3 separate regions of the Sus scrofa genome follow, and regions 2 and 3 are each linked to region 1. The links are chromatin contacts, called in public HiChIP or PLAC-seq maps. All regions are on one chromosome and are shown on one strand. Each heading gives the region's core, a stretch centred on a gene start, on an enhancer-like site or on the middle of the called end of the contact. The rest is flanking DNA. Distances are from core to core; before and after follow the strand shown. Region 1 has its middle 410 kb from the start of SETD4. Region 2 has its middle 290 kb from the start of RUNX1. Region 3 has its middle 200 kb from the start of SETD4.

The links. HiChIP or PLAC-seq counts read pairs in DNA pulled down with a chosen protein or histone mark.
Region 2: a contact with region 1 is called in an H3K27ac HiChIP or PLAC-seq map of alveolar macrophages. The contact joins two enhancer-like sites. A contact is called at or near these places in 1 of 47 Hi-C or Micro-C datasets (embryonic fibroblasts) and 1 of 2 datasets of contacts at active chromatin or transcription factors (alveolar macrophages).
Region 3: an H3K27ac HiChIP or PLAC-seq map of alveolar macrophages shows a contact between it and region 1, with 7 times the contacts expected there. The contact joins two enhancer-like sites. A contact is called at or near these places in 4 of 47 Hi-C or Micro-C datasets (embryonic fibroblasts, heart right ventricle and subcutaneous adipose tissue) and 1 of 2 datasets of contacts at active chromatin or transcription factors (alveolar macrophages).

Annotation. Positions count from the first base shown.
Region 1 is chr13:199,180,033-199,184,841 of Sscrofa11.1, forward strand. No RefSeq gene overlaps it. Among named protein-coding and RNA genes, the nearest start is that of SETD4, 410 kb to the right of the region's middle. Within about 2 kb of position 2,684, at least 2 of the 83 cell types and tissues checked have an H3K27ac peak or open chromatin away from gene starts, as enhancers often do. A contact at or near this core is called in alveolar macrophages, where this site is marked.
Region 2 is chr13:198,926,368-198,931,176 of Sscrofa11.1, forward strand. No RefSeq gene overlaps it. Among named protein-coding and RNA genes, the nearest start is that of RUNX1, 290 kb to the left of the region's middle. Within about 2 kb of position 2,899, at least 3 of the 83 cell types and tissues checked have an H3K27ac peak or open chromatin away from gene starts, as enhancers often do. A contact at or near this core is called in alveolar macrophages, where this site is marked.
Region 3 is chr13:199,387,057-199,391,865 of Sscrofa11.1, forward strand. No RefSeq gene overlaps it. Among named protein-coding and RNA genes, the nearest start is that of SETD4, 200 kb to the right of the region's middle. Within about 2 kb of position 2,740, at least 5 of the 83 cell types and tissues checked have an H3K27ac peak or open chromatin away from gene starts, as enhancers often do. A contact at or near this core is called in alveolar macrophages, where this site is marked.

The sequences.
Region 1 (4,809 bases), core at 1,434-3,933:
GCAGGTCAGATGGCATTTATTTTCATTCTGTGGTTATGTATAACAGAGAAAAATTATGAATTTATAGAAACCTAAAAGAAAACAAAAACAAAAAAAAAAAAAGAAAGAAAAAGGATGTTCCTGGTTTGTAAGAGTCAAAGCTCTGCCTCCCAAGGATATTAGGGCCATCAGATCAGATTTTGATTTTTAGTTTTGGTCTTTTTTTTTTTTTTTTCCGAGCTGCACCCATGGCATATGGAGGTTCCCAGGCTAGGGGTCCAATTGGAGCTGTAGCTGCCAGCCCACACCACAGCCACAGCAACACCAGATCTGAGCCGTATCTGAGACCTACACCACAGCTCACGGCAACGCCGGATCCTTAACCCACTGAGCAAGGCCAGGGATAGAACCCACAACCTCATGGTTCCTAGCTGGATTGTTTCCGCTGAGCCATGACGGGAACTCCCTAAGATCAGATTTTTAATTCCAACTCCTAATAAAATACTACATAGATAATTTTGACTAAATTGTTTAACCTCTATGAGGTAGTATTTTCTCCATTTTTAGAAAGGGAGAAAAAGACCCTACTTTTTTGTATGGGATCAAGTGTTCCAGTGTCGGTGAAGAGCTTTTGCATACTGAGAAGCAGTGGGCAAAGGCACAGAACCACTTTCATTTATCAGCGTATTTCCTAATGGATAAAGCTGTAGCATAAAATCACAAAGGTCCAAGTCCTTGTACAGTTTACTAAGGATTTGCCTGCTTAGTGATGTCAGAGGCCAAAGCATAAAAAAGCAAAAAGCTGGAGTTCCCACTGTGGCTTAACTCAGCTGGTTAAGGACAAGACATAGTTTCCTTGAGGACATGGGTTCAATCCCTAGCTTATCTCAGTGGGTTAAGGATCTGGCATTGCCACAAGCTGCAATGTAGGTCACAGATGCAGCTTGGATCCCATGTTGCTGTGGCTCTGGCATAGGCCTCATCTGCATCTCCAATTTGACCCCTAGCCTGGGCACTTTGATATGTCACAGGTGCAGCTGTAAAAAATAATAATAATAATTTTTAAAAACAAAAAAAGGAAACATCCAAAAATCCAGAATAAAATTGCAAAATCTTGTGAAGAAAGCACCTGGGGCTTTGGAGGCTTCCCAGATTCATCCTCTACCTGCAGTCCTCTGGGTTAAGTCTTCCCTTCACAGATCCCAGCCTGCAAGGCCAGACCTTCACCCATTTCCTAAAAATGCTCACGGAACAGCACACAGACAGGTAAGCGCAGACCCACCCATTTGCATAAGGGGGCGTGCCCATTCTAGGCATTGTCATTACCACATTCACCTGTCAGACAAGGTTAGTCGCCTGATTCCCAACTGGACTCCTGATTCCCCAAGTAGAACTCACTGGGCATCAACCATGGGCTTACCTGAACCTCATTTACTCCTCACAGCAACCCCATGACGACTTCAAGTACATACTCTCTACGTCTCTAAAGGGAACATCTATAGGAATGTACAAACTGACTTGTTGACACAAGCTGTGGTTTAAGCCCAGTCTCCTCTTTCTGCCACCTGTTGTTTATTAAGCACAGATCACATGCCAGACACTATGCCCAGGGTTTTCCATTGCACTATTTCTGTTATTCCTTCCCAGCTCCTACAAGTCAGGGATTATTATTATTCCCACTTTACAGATAAGGAAATTGACCCTCAAGAAATTAGTCACTTGCTCAAAGATGCAAAGCTGGTGTGATTTAAGCCAGAACTTACCTTTTTTCCCTTCTTTACCTCAGGATAAAATGTCCACACCCTAAGCATTGATTGCACAGGGCATTATTGAAACAACCTGTAATTATTGATCTACACAAACATTGGAAATGTCTTCCTAGTCTATAGAGTCTGATTTTGTTCAGGCAGCAATGTGTTAATCTGGATGATTTAGTTGGTATAACTGAATGGTGACAATCCCAATTGATTTAGCCAGTGATTAGTGGTTGCCATTTGACCTTACTCTGACCAAAGAGATGTAAGAAATCTCTTCTGGATTTACAGAAAAGACTTTTTCCTCCCTGACAAATAGGACATGCAGAAAAGAAAGCCCTTTGGCACCAGCTCCTCCTGCTGGCTGCACACAGATGTGTGAGGACACAGTGGTTGGAGCAGCAGCAGCCGTCTTGTGAACAGGAGTGTGTTGGGGGGCATTGCTCAAATGAAAGAGAAAGAAAAGTTTAGGAGTTGAAGTCATTGCTGTGCCTGGGACCAGCACCTACTTGCAGTTTTTGCAATGTAAATAAGTGTCCTTTTGATTTAAAACTCTGTTAGTATGTTTCCTATTTCTCCAAATGCATCCCAAATGATATAGTAAGTCAAATAAAAATTAATTTTTATTTATTCTGAAGTTGAAATTTGAGTTTGTTCAGTGACTAAATGAGTAACCTATTCTGTATATGGTCCTCACTCTCTAAGTCACCTAGAAGAACAATTAGTGACTTGGTTCTTTGTTTTTATAGGAGAAATCTTTTCTTCTACCCTCTTAGATCTTTTTATTGGGGTACTCAAACTAACAACGGATAGAGTCATGTAAGTAAAGTGCACAAGGTTCATATGATATGAATATCTTCTTTTTTTCTTTTTGGCTGCATCTGTGGTATGTGGAAGTTCCCGGGCCAGGGATTGAACTTGCGCCACAGTAATGACCCAACTGCTGCAGTTACAACACTGGATTCTTAGTCCACTGAGCCACAAAGGAACTCCGATGTTAACATGTTTTATGGGACACAGAGGGCTTCATAGGTGGAAAGTGAAAACTCCAAAGAACTGGCAAGACTCAGGAGCTTACATACGGCCTTAACAAAAGATGATAAATTTGTGGAGAAGTGACAAGACAAAGGAAAGGGATTTGAGTTTTTAGGTGTGATCCACTGCAGGAAAGTGGATAGGAAATACATGAGGGAAACTAATGGACAATGATGGTTATTTTAGTAAGGTTTGTGCTTCTGATGAGTCCATTCATCTTGGCATCAAACCCTACCCCCATCTCCCAGGATAAGAATGTTCTCTTCTTTCTGGTATCAAGAGATATCTTTCTCGTGGGAAATTTCTGTCTTGATTTTAGGCAGAAAGGGTGAGAGTGGAGAGCTGTTGCTCAGTTATTTACAGTTCAGACTAATCAATATCCCAAAGCAGCATATTTCAGGTGGATATGTTTTGATCTCCTTCACTTTCAAATTCACTTCCATTACTTAATTTTATATTTAAAATATAAATAATATATTTTATATTTGAATTATAAATCAAAAATAATTAAAATATTTAATTTTATAATATAAAATTACTGCTTACCTACCAACCTTAATTACAAGGTTTATTGCATTTTATATTTAAATTTTTAATATTAATATGTGATTGTTATAATAATTTAACCACTACAGAGATGTGTAAAACAAAAGCGAAACTTGCCCCAGCCTTAAAATGTACTGAGGGGTTCCCGTTGTGGCTCAGCAGTAAGGAATATGATTAGTATCCATGAGGACGGGGGTTTGATCCCTGGCCACACTCAGTAGGTTAAGAATCCGGCATTGCTATGAGATGTGGTGTAAGATGCAGATTCGACTCGGATCCCCATTGCTGTGGCTGTGGTGTAGGCCAGTGGCTACAGCTCTAATTAGACCCTGAGCCTAGGATCTTCCATGTGCTGCGGGTGTGGCCCTAAAAAGACAAAAAAGGTACTGAAACTTCTTTTTTTTTTTTTTTTTTTGGTCTTTTAGGGCCACACCCATGGCATATGGAGGTTCCCAAGCTTAAGTTAGAATCAGAGCTGTAGCTACCGGCCACAGCCACAGACAGCCTCAGTCACGGCCATGCCAGATCCGAGCAGTGTCTGCGACCTACCCCACAGCTCACAGCAATGCTGGATCCTTAACCCACTGAGCGAGGCCAGGGATCAAACCTGCATCCTCACGGACACTAGTCAGATTTGTTTCCCCTGAGCCACAACAGGGACTCCTAAAACTTCTATTAATAATTAGAAAATTAATTTAGGTTTGAGCCTCATCCATGTTGTGTATATGAGTAGTTTTTTCATTTTTATTAATGAATGGCATTTCACTGTACGAATAAAATAATAGTTTGATTACTTATTCTCCTGTTGAGAAACACTTAGGATATTTCCAGTTTGGGGCTGTTATCAACATTCTTTTACAAATTACTTTAGTGGAGCTTTTTCTTTAGGGTAGAAAACAGGCAAAATTAAGTCACCAAGTTAGGGAGTTACCATTGTGGCTCAGTGGGTTAAGAACCCTATGCGTAAACATGAGGATGCAGGTTTGATCCCTGGCCTTACTCAGTGAACTAAGTATCTGGTATTGCCGCTATCTTTGGCATAGGTCGCAGATGTGGCTTGGATCTGGCATTGCTGTGGCTGACAGCTGCAGCTCCGATTCTACCCTTAACCTGGGAACTTCCATATGTTGCAGGCGTGCCCCTAAAAAGAAAAAGGGGGGAGCGGGGAACTGTAAGGTCCTATTAAAAAAAAAAAAAAAAAAAAGTTATCAGGTTAGAAATCAGAACAGCGTCCCTAGAGGTGGCACAAAGGAACTTTCTGAGATCATGGATATGTTCTATTTCTGACTGATGTAACTATACAAGTGTATACATTTATCAAAACACGTCAAACTGTGCACTTCAATGTCTGTAAATTATGCACCATTTATAAAAATCATAAAAGAGAAAAAAAGCCCATAAGAGTGTGAGGTTGCAGTGAACAAAAGGAACCCATTCCAACAGCCTCCACTAAAGTCGCTTTCTGATGTGCATCCTTAAACTGCAGACATCAGGA
Region 2 (4,809 bases), core at 1,649-4,148, 250 kb before region 1:
GACTCAAATTAGAAGGATCTGAAGATACAGTAGGATGGACAGGGTGTGTTTCCTCGTGGAGACCCCCCTGAAATGCAAGCTGGAAAAATAGGCTGACTTCACCAGTCTGTTTTACCAGCATTCCTTGCTGGGCTCCCTATTATCTGAACCCAACTGGGACCAGGAAGCAAGAGAGGCCACTGAGGCAATCCTCAGAGCTCACCCCCTGCCAGAGCGTGGAGCAGCGTGAAGAAGGATGGAGGGCAAGCGGGGTAGCCAGCACACTGAAAAAGAGGCTTGATCCACAGTAAAGAAATCAGAGTATCACCTCTGCCAGTGGAGTCCCAAATTCACAGTGCATTTTACACTGTAACATAGTGGGCACATGTCTACGTGCATTAAGTGTTTTTAACAACACACTTCTTAAAACCAGAACTTACATTGACCACCCACAAAAAACCAACAGAAACTCTCTATTCTTTCTGTTCTATTCCATTCCATTCCATTCATGTTTTAGGGCTGGTTGCAACCCATGAAAATGATATCACAACCCACAGTTTGAAAGCCTCTGGCCAAGGACAATCCCTCCATTTAAAAAGTATAAAGTCTGGGACCTTGCAAGGTGAAGGGCTTTGTCCAAACATAAAATATAGGTGATTCAAGCGATGTGGGTGTGTACACCTAGTGGGGGAAAAACAAAAAAACTCAGCTCATTTCATCTATCCAAGTGTCTTCTTCCAAACCACATGCAATCATTTGTTTTGAGACATGGTTTTTTATGAGGCAGGTGTCCTGAGACACCTCAATCAGTGAAATAAGCAGGGTCTTCGTTGTGCTGTGAAAAGTGGTGAATTTGGGGAATGGAAGGCTTGAGGTCATGATCCTGGGATCTGGCTCCATGTCTTTAGGAGGGTGGCTGTGAGAAGGCTCATATCCTCTACTTGCAGGTAAAGGAAAGTGTACCTTCTGCCTCCTGAAAGACACTTGTTGGACCCAAGGAGGGTGCACAATGACAGCTTCTCATGCATCAGTGTGAATGGCCATGGGGCCAACAGAAGCCACAGCCTGGCACGTGGGCTAGGTCTGTGCTGCTGACCTTTGCACAGGAAGGCTCCCTGCTCTGAAATATTTCAGAGAAGCTCGCTTTGATGATTTTGAAAAGTAGCAGAACTTGTTCCCTCCTTGGCAGGCGTTTGTGCATTTCACTCATTTCAAGTCAGGACTAATAGTCCTAATGATTTTGAAGAGCCCTAAATGATTCCTTTATGCCTGGCCAGGATTGGCCAGGGTTCCTCTTACAACCCACAACATACACACACGTTCCACAGAAAAATAAATACTGGCGTAACCATGTTGGTGCCATGCCACTTAAAACGGCCATTTTCTTAAGTACTCATTTTAAAAGCAACTTTGTTATTTCAGCATCTGCCTTTGAAAGCTGGCTTTCTGTATCTCTGGTGTTATGTTTTCATCACCAGATGGAAAAATAAAACATTAACTCTTTCAACAATTGGAGAGCTCACTTACGTTTAAGGAAAAAAAATAATAAGTCCAGAGAAAATGCATCACTCCCTGCTTTCTTGGTCCTGTGTCGGAGTTTTCACAAAGTGTCCTGCCCCAACTCCTGGATAGCCATCAGATGAAAAGCTCTGCCCTGGGCAGAAGACTCAATGCTCACTGCCTGTGATGTCTGCTTCTCTCCCCGTCTACCCCATAGTGATGACTTTTGCCCATGCTCCCAGAGTTTATAAAAGTTGGCAGACCAAGTACTGCGTGTATGTGTGTGTGTGTGCGTGCATGCACACGTGCGTGTATAAGCAAGCATGTGGGCATGTGTCCAGGGGCTATGGAAGATGGGGAGAGGGCAAAAGGAATAAAATACATTTAGTCCTTTAAGGGATTTATACTTCCAATCCTGAATTGAGACAGAACAGATGAAAAGTGAAATCATGCTCCAAAGAAGTTATGAGGGAATGAATTTCAAAGAACCGTCGCGGTGCAAGGCGACCCCGTGTGTCCCCATTCCAAACCTCAGGCCCTTCCACCTTCTGTTGACTTGTATTCATCAACGTCAGGTTAACATGATACATGCCAGCCACTTTGCTTCCTGATGGCCAGAGCAGTGGTCAAGGATGTTAGCAACAGCTGCTATTTGTACAAGGCTGGCCTCTCTCAGCGCGGACAACACCCAAGGCACACACACCTGGCCTTGACCTGAAAGGTGCTTTCAACACCCACTCTCACCCAATTGTTCTTGTAATTCAAGATTTTTCCTGTAAGGTATTCTGTGAAACGGATACCCTCACTTTATTTAATTAGTAGGGTTTTTTTTTTTTTAATTACGAGACAGTTTTAGATGTACAAACCGTAATGCTGAAATAGTTTTTGTTCCACCATGCCGTTTCCTCACTTATTAACATCCCACACTACTATGCATGTTTGTCACGACAAATGAACCGATATTGAAACTTCACTGTAAACCAAAGTTGATGTGTTATTTAGACGTCTCTAGCGTTTTCCTAATGTCCTTTTTCTGCCCCAGGATCCCACCTAGGATACCACAATCCATGCTGTCGTCATGCTTCTGTGGGCTCCTGCTGTCCATGTCAGTTTCTCAGACTCACCCTGTTTTTGATGACCTTGACAATTTGGGGGAGTATTGTCAGCTAGGCTATAGGAGGTCCCTTCATTTGGCTTTGTCAGGTTTTTTTTTTCCATCACTAGACTGGTAGTGGTATTGCCCTTTGGGGATGTCGTATTGAAAAATATGTGTGTTCTGTGAAGTTTGGGTATTGGAAATCAATAGGCACTCTGCAGGGAGTGCATTAGTTGCATGGGAAACATCCATGAGAAGACCGACTCGCCGTAAACTACACTGATGCAGTTCCTTAAATTTGTATGGCCGTCAGGCCTTGAGGACATCCGAGAGCTTCCTTATTTGATCACACCACATAAAGAGCTATCATGCCAGCCACAGATATTGCTCTGTGTGGGCTGTCTGCTATAACAACCAACCTCAAATTTTCAGTGACTTAACAAAATCAAATTCTACTTCTCACTCATGCCACAGATAAATGCAAGTCTTCTGGGTGGTGCTGTGTCTCTTCCAATAGTGATTTGCTGCCACTCAGGCTTCTTTTTTCCTACGCCTGCCCTTTCCTGGCTCTTACTGGCATTAGTGAGTGGACAAGAGAAGAGAGAAAGAGCATGGAGAATTAGGTGGCAAGTTTTAAGGGCCAGACATAGATGTGCCATGCATTAATTCTGTATGCATTTTATTGGCCAGAACTCAATCACATGACACCCCCCAACTGCAAAGAAGAAGACAAAATGTGGTGTAGCACTACAGCAGACAGATAAAGAACTGGGAATTTGTGAACACACAACAACCTCTGCCATCCTTTGAACTTATGGGGCATCATTTCCTGTAGAGGAGTTCCCCTGTGGCTCTGCAGGTTAAGGATCTGGTGTTGTCACTGCTGTGGCTCAAGTTGCTGCTGTGGCACAAGTTGCTACTGTGGCACAGGTTTGATTCCCATCCCTGGAACTTCTGCATGCCATGAGGTCAGCCAAAAAGAAAATAAATAAGTAAATTTCCTGTAGATAAAAGAGATACAGTAACTCCAAAGATGCATATTGTTGTTTCCTTATAATATGCCTGTTGAGATTGTACTGAGGAGGCTGGGGTCATACTGTCTTTTCATAAGGACTTCCATTATAACACTGTCATTTCCTAATGCTGAAATTTGTCTTTTAAAGCAAAACAGAAGGAGAAGAGGTGCAAACTGGAGTTAATTATCACATCAAACAAATGTGTCTGATATAAACAACTTATACAACCCAACAGCAAAAAAACCAATCAATGGAAAAATGGGCAAAAGACCTGAATAGACATTTCTCCAAAGAAGATATACAGATGGCCAACAAACACATGAAAAAGTGCTCAACATCGCTGATTATAAGAGAAATGCAAATCAAAACCACCATGAGATACCACCTCACACCAGTCAGAATGGCCATCATTAATAAATCCACAAATAACAAGTGCTGGAGGGGCTGTGGAGAAAAGGGAACCCTCCTGCACTGTTGGTGGGAATGTAAACTGGTACAGCCACTATGGAGAACAGTTTGGAGATACCTTAGAAATCTATACATAGAACTTCCATATGACCCCGCAATCCCACTCTTGGGCATCTATCCGGACAAAACTCTACTTAAAAGAGACATGTGCACCCGCATGTTCATTGCAGCCCTATTCACAATAGCCAAGACATGGAAACAACCCAAATGTCCATCGACAGATGATTGGATTCGGAAGATGTGGTATATATACACAGTGGAATACTACTCAGCCATAAAAAGAATGACATAATGCCATTTGCAGCAACATGGATGGAACTAGAGAATCTCATCCTGAGTGAAATGAGCCAGAAGGACAAAGACAAATACCATATGATATCACTTATAACTGGAATCTAATATCCAGCACAAATGAACATCTCCTCAGAAAAGAAAATCATGGACTTGGAGAAGAGACTTGTGGCTGCCTGATGGGAGGGGGGGAGGGAGTGGGAGGGATTGGGAGCTTGGGCTTATCAGACACAACTTAGAATAGATTTACAAGGAGATCCTGCTGAATAGCATTGAGAACTATGTCTAGATACTCATGTTGCAACAGAACAAAGGGTGGGGAAATAATGTAATTGTAATGTATACATGTAAGGATAACCTGACCCCATTGCTGTACAGTGGGAAAAGTAAAAAAGAAAAAAAAATGTGTCTGGTGCTAAATATATACAACGTATTCAACCAGATGACTGCAAGAAGTAG
Region 3 (4,809 bases), core at 1,490-3,989, 210 kb after region 1:
ACCATAGGTCGCTGATGCGGCTCAGATCCTGAGTTGCAGTGCCTCATGCGGGCACACAGCCCCAGTGTGACCCCTGCCTGGGAACTTCCATATGCGGGTGTGTCTATAAAAAGAAGAAAAAAGAAAGAAGAAAAAAGAGTTGACAAAAGAGCACCAAACTAACATCCACTGACATCCCCAGTGGATGGGACACATCCACTGAACTTCTGAAAAGAACCCCTCACCAAGCTCTCTTTTTGCGACTGCCACAAAGGTACCTTAAGTGGACACTCTCGGGTGAGCTGACACCACATTTAACAGAAGCCTGAGAAATAAAGCCACTCAATCAGCTCAAATAGGTATGGCGGCCAATAAATGATCTGCCAGGAATGCTCCCTTCTGGAACTCAGTAAAAGAATAAATGCCTAGAATGTTCTGCATCTTCAATTATGTAACCAAAGTCAAATAACCTCACAGGCTTGCTGACCACCTTTCGAGAAAGAAACACCCAGTAGTACAACCGGTAAAACTGATCCCGGCTCAAAGGATACGCAAGGGAGAGAGGAAAGCGGGCAGGGTCTCGGCGCCTTCCACTCTTAATTACAGGAGAGAGTGGTTCATTCATGGCTTCCCGCCCAGAGGCTTCTATCTCCCCAGCCCCCTCTGCCCGCCTGCCACCCCCCAGGGGAGGTTGTGTCCTTCTTTTCTTTCTTGGGTCAGGTTTCAGGCTGACACGTGGTAATTGATTCCGTTTCTGGTTAGACGGGTGTTAAGTGGGAGGGATGAAGTTTCCGTGAAAACAAATAGCACTTCATGGGTCTGACCTTTCCTCGTTGGGGCTTTTGTTGTGGTCGGCTCTGGGATGTGCAGTTCAAAACCTGCATGAGCCCGTTGTGTCTGTGTCTGCAGCTCCCCCGATTCACCTTCATCAGCTCCCAATGTGCAGAGGACAGCTAGATTGTCTCAGTGTCGCTTCTGGCTTGATGACAGCCCAGCAGCAGGTGGAGGCTCCAATTCACCCCCGAGAATTGGTGTCTGAGAGATAGAGATGGCCAAGTGTGGCCTAAGCCTTCTAGGATAGCATGTCTCCATGGAAAAGACTTAACATTCCGGAGACAATGAGAAGAGAGCTTCTAATGATGGTACCCCCAGTCCAAGGGCTGCCTCCAATCTGTGGCACGATTTCAGCATTCGCTCCAACCACCAGAAAAAGGGATCAGCGCTGCCATGTGAGGCTCGAAGGGAGCCCAATACAACAAATAGTGGGGAGTGATTGGCATGGCCACCCTCTGCATTTTTCGGATCCCCTTCGGGACTGAAAGGTGCATTTCTGCAGAGCTGGGAGGACTGTCCTTGCTCTGCAGATGCTGCCCTGGGCTGATGAGAACCACCTTGCATGAGATCACACCCTTTTCCTGCAAAACCTGAAGTCTAATGACTGGCTGACAAGTCAGGAGCATGGCAGCCTGACCTCCTGCTCCAACTCAGCAGGATTCTGAAAACGATGCCAGCTTCCATGGGATAAGAGCCACATTGTTCAATTTCTCCTCTGGCCCCTGCTGCTTCCTCCCTGGTTGGATCACCAGAGTGCCCCTAACCAACGTCCACCATGCTGATGTGCCCCTCACCGTCTGCTTCAGGAACCCACCCTGATGCCAGAAGTGGTTCCAGAAAGCAAGGCTAATTAATATAATTTCAGAACTGGACCACCCACTGCCCAGCTAGCAGTGAATCTCTATCACGCAGCTCGAGGTTCAAAGCAGCAGAGAACTGGGGCAGGAAATGCATGGCCCGTGCATTTCCACTGGCTGTTTGAGAAATACAAACAGGAAAGAGCCATTCTGAAGAGGTAAGATTGGATGGCTGTTGTCCAGGTCTCTTGATGTTTGGGAGGGTGACAGCAAAAGCCTGAGGATGTTAACCATCAATGAAATGCTAAGTGTGAAAGGCAGAAGTCCTCCTTGCCAGCTCCTAAAGAGACTCAGCCCTCGTATTCAAATTGCAGAGAAAGCTAAGGATCAGGCACAGGACTTATTCATGAAAATAGCAGGGTTCCACGGGATCTCAACCAAACCTGGCAGCTCTGCTTGGACAAAGCTCAGAGCTCCTGGTGGGAAAGAATCATGCCCCCAGTCCCCAAGTGTTTAGGAACAGATAAACTGATGGTTGCCAAGGCTTACACAAATAAGAGCTATCACAGTGAGGAAGCTCAAGGGGGAAGTTTCTAAACTGTCTCCTACCCCAGCCAAGAGAGTAAATCAAAAACGATATCGTATCCTTGGATGGGTTAGAGGGGGAGGTTTGGATTTTGAAGCTTAGAACTACCCTTAAGTACCTACAGGATGCAGAGTGTGGCTGTTATCATATCACCATTGAATTAATCAGTCTGGGCCCTGCAGAACTCACATCGGTCCTGGAGGGTGACAGACTCCTACAGACTTAAACAAGCAGCAGCCACAGCTGGCACTGAAGCTTCCTTACCAGATAGTCTATTTTTTCTTAAACACAGGCTCAGGTACATGGTGTGCAGCCTTTGATCTGGGAACTCTGTCCTTTCATCCCTATCAAAAAGAAGGATCAGAAACAGTTCACATTTGCTCAGAACAGACAACGGTATTCATTTGCAGTGTTGACCCAGGGCTATGCTAACTCTCTTCTCTCTGTCATAATATAGTCTGAGGAGCCCTGGACAAGCTGGGCATTTGCAGGATATCAGGCTGGGGGTGACATCATGTAAATCAGACCTGATGAGCAAGAAGTGTCAAGGATACTCAAAGCCTTCACAAGTCAGACTCATGCCATAAATAAAATGGGAACTAACCATCACAGGCCACATCAGCAAACTTTTTAAAGGTCTAGGGTCTAGGCATTTCAGGATATCTCAGCCAAAGTAAATAACAAATTATTATCTCACCCCTTCTTAAAAAAAAAAAAAGTAAAACTGCAGCACAATAGCCTTTAGGTTTCAGGGACACTAGTTTCACAGTTGGGAATATTGCTCGTATCCATATAACAAGGGATAGAATGGCCATCAAAACAGGGAAATCTCTGCAAAAGTCCTGCCACAGCATAAATGGCCCTATGGCCTAAGCTTCATGGCCCAGCAGACCCTCTGGCATTAGTAGTACTAGTGATGGAAAAGAAACACAGTGTGGAGTTTTTGGCAATCCAAATTGGGAAAATCACAACTCCGAAACTTAAGAGTTCTGGAGCAAACATGTCCACTACATCTAATAACAATATAGCTTTAGAATAAAGAGCACCCCGCATGCTGCTGTCCCCAACCAGGGGACACGAGGTAATCAACCATCCATGATGAGCTGGGTTCCGTCACACCCAGGAAGCCACATACCCAACAGCCATCTATTGTAAGATGAAAGTGGTGCATCCAGATCAGGGCATAAACAAGTTATCCCAGCAGGTACCCCAGATCTCCATGGTATTCACCATTGCTGCATCAGTGCCTCCCCTTAGCTCATACCCATGGCCACATGGGAGGTCCGTTATGACCAGCTGATGGAGCAGGGGAAAGCCCAAGCTTGATTTATCCATGAGTCAGCTGAATACCAAAGGCACAAGCCAAACAAACAGTGGCTGCTGTTCAGCCTCACTTGGAGGGGGCGGCCTTAAAAGATAGTGGTTGGAGGAAACCATCCCAAAGTCAGCACTTTGGATGGCGCGTACTCCATGTTAAAAGGGAACTGGGACTTGGAAATGGCCAGTGTACAGATAACATGAGGTCCTTACACCATGACTGGACTTGGATAGACAGCAACATCTCTGGGTAGTTTATGTCACTGTCTCCAAAATCTAGACAAGCATCAGAACCACCTGTTGAAAAGTTTTAAAGACTGTAAGTCCCTAACCCCCATCTCAAAATTACTGAAATAAATGCCCCAGAGAAGGAGCTCATACGTCTATATTTTATGAAAGATCCTTAAGTGATTCTGCTATTGCTAGTCCTTGAACTGGTATTTGGAAAACATTTGTTTAAGTGATCAGCAATGCCACAAAGAAGAAAAAAAAAATATTAGCAAATACTGCAAACACACAACTAGTCCTATTGTGGTAATCATTTTGCAACATATATGTGTATCAAATCATCGTGTTGTACAGCTTAAACTTAGAGTGTTATATGTCAATTATATCTCATAAAGCTGGGGGGGGAGAAAAATATATAAATTTTTAAAATCAAGCACATGTAAGACTATGCGCTTTAATATATGTCACCCTCTGGGGTATGTGTTATTACTAACCCATCTGGTAGGTGAGAACACTGAAGTGACCTGACCTACTCAGGGTCATTTAGATGCAAATGATGGAGACAGTATTTGAACTTAGCCTGACTCTGGGGTCCCTGTGCTTAATCATGATGTCTAGTGGAAAATTCACTCAAGAAAAGTGAAGGGGCAAGAAAAATCTGTAATCCCCAAGCCTGTACAGTTGTAAGGCTAATTCTGTATTTACCTTCAATGAAGACAAATTGTTTTTCCAAATAGTTTAACTTCAGTATCCCTTTACAATAGCATGTGAGCGCCATCTAGTGGCTATAGATAAGGCCGCTTGATGAGTCATTGCTCTGAGTTAAGCAAGATCCGCTGACAACAGAAAAATTGTTGTTAAAATTGAGTAGAATCAGGTTTCCAATTCCAAAATGAATGAATTCCAGTTCCAGAAGGATGAATTCTTTGACTTCATCAAAAGTTTTTAAAATATGGCAAGGATATCAAAATGAGGGAAAAGAATCAAAATGAGTGAAATCAATAACAGCCACAGAGGATTCCCACTGTGGCTCAGGAGAAATGAACCCTACTATAATCCATAAGGATG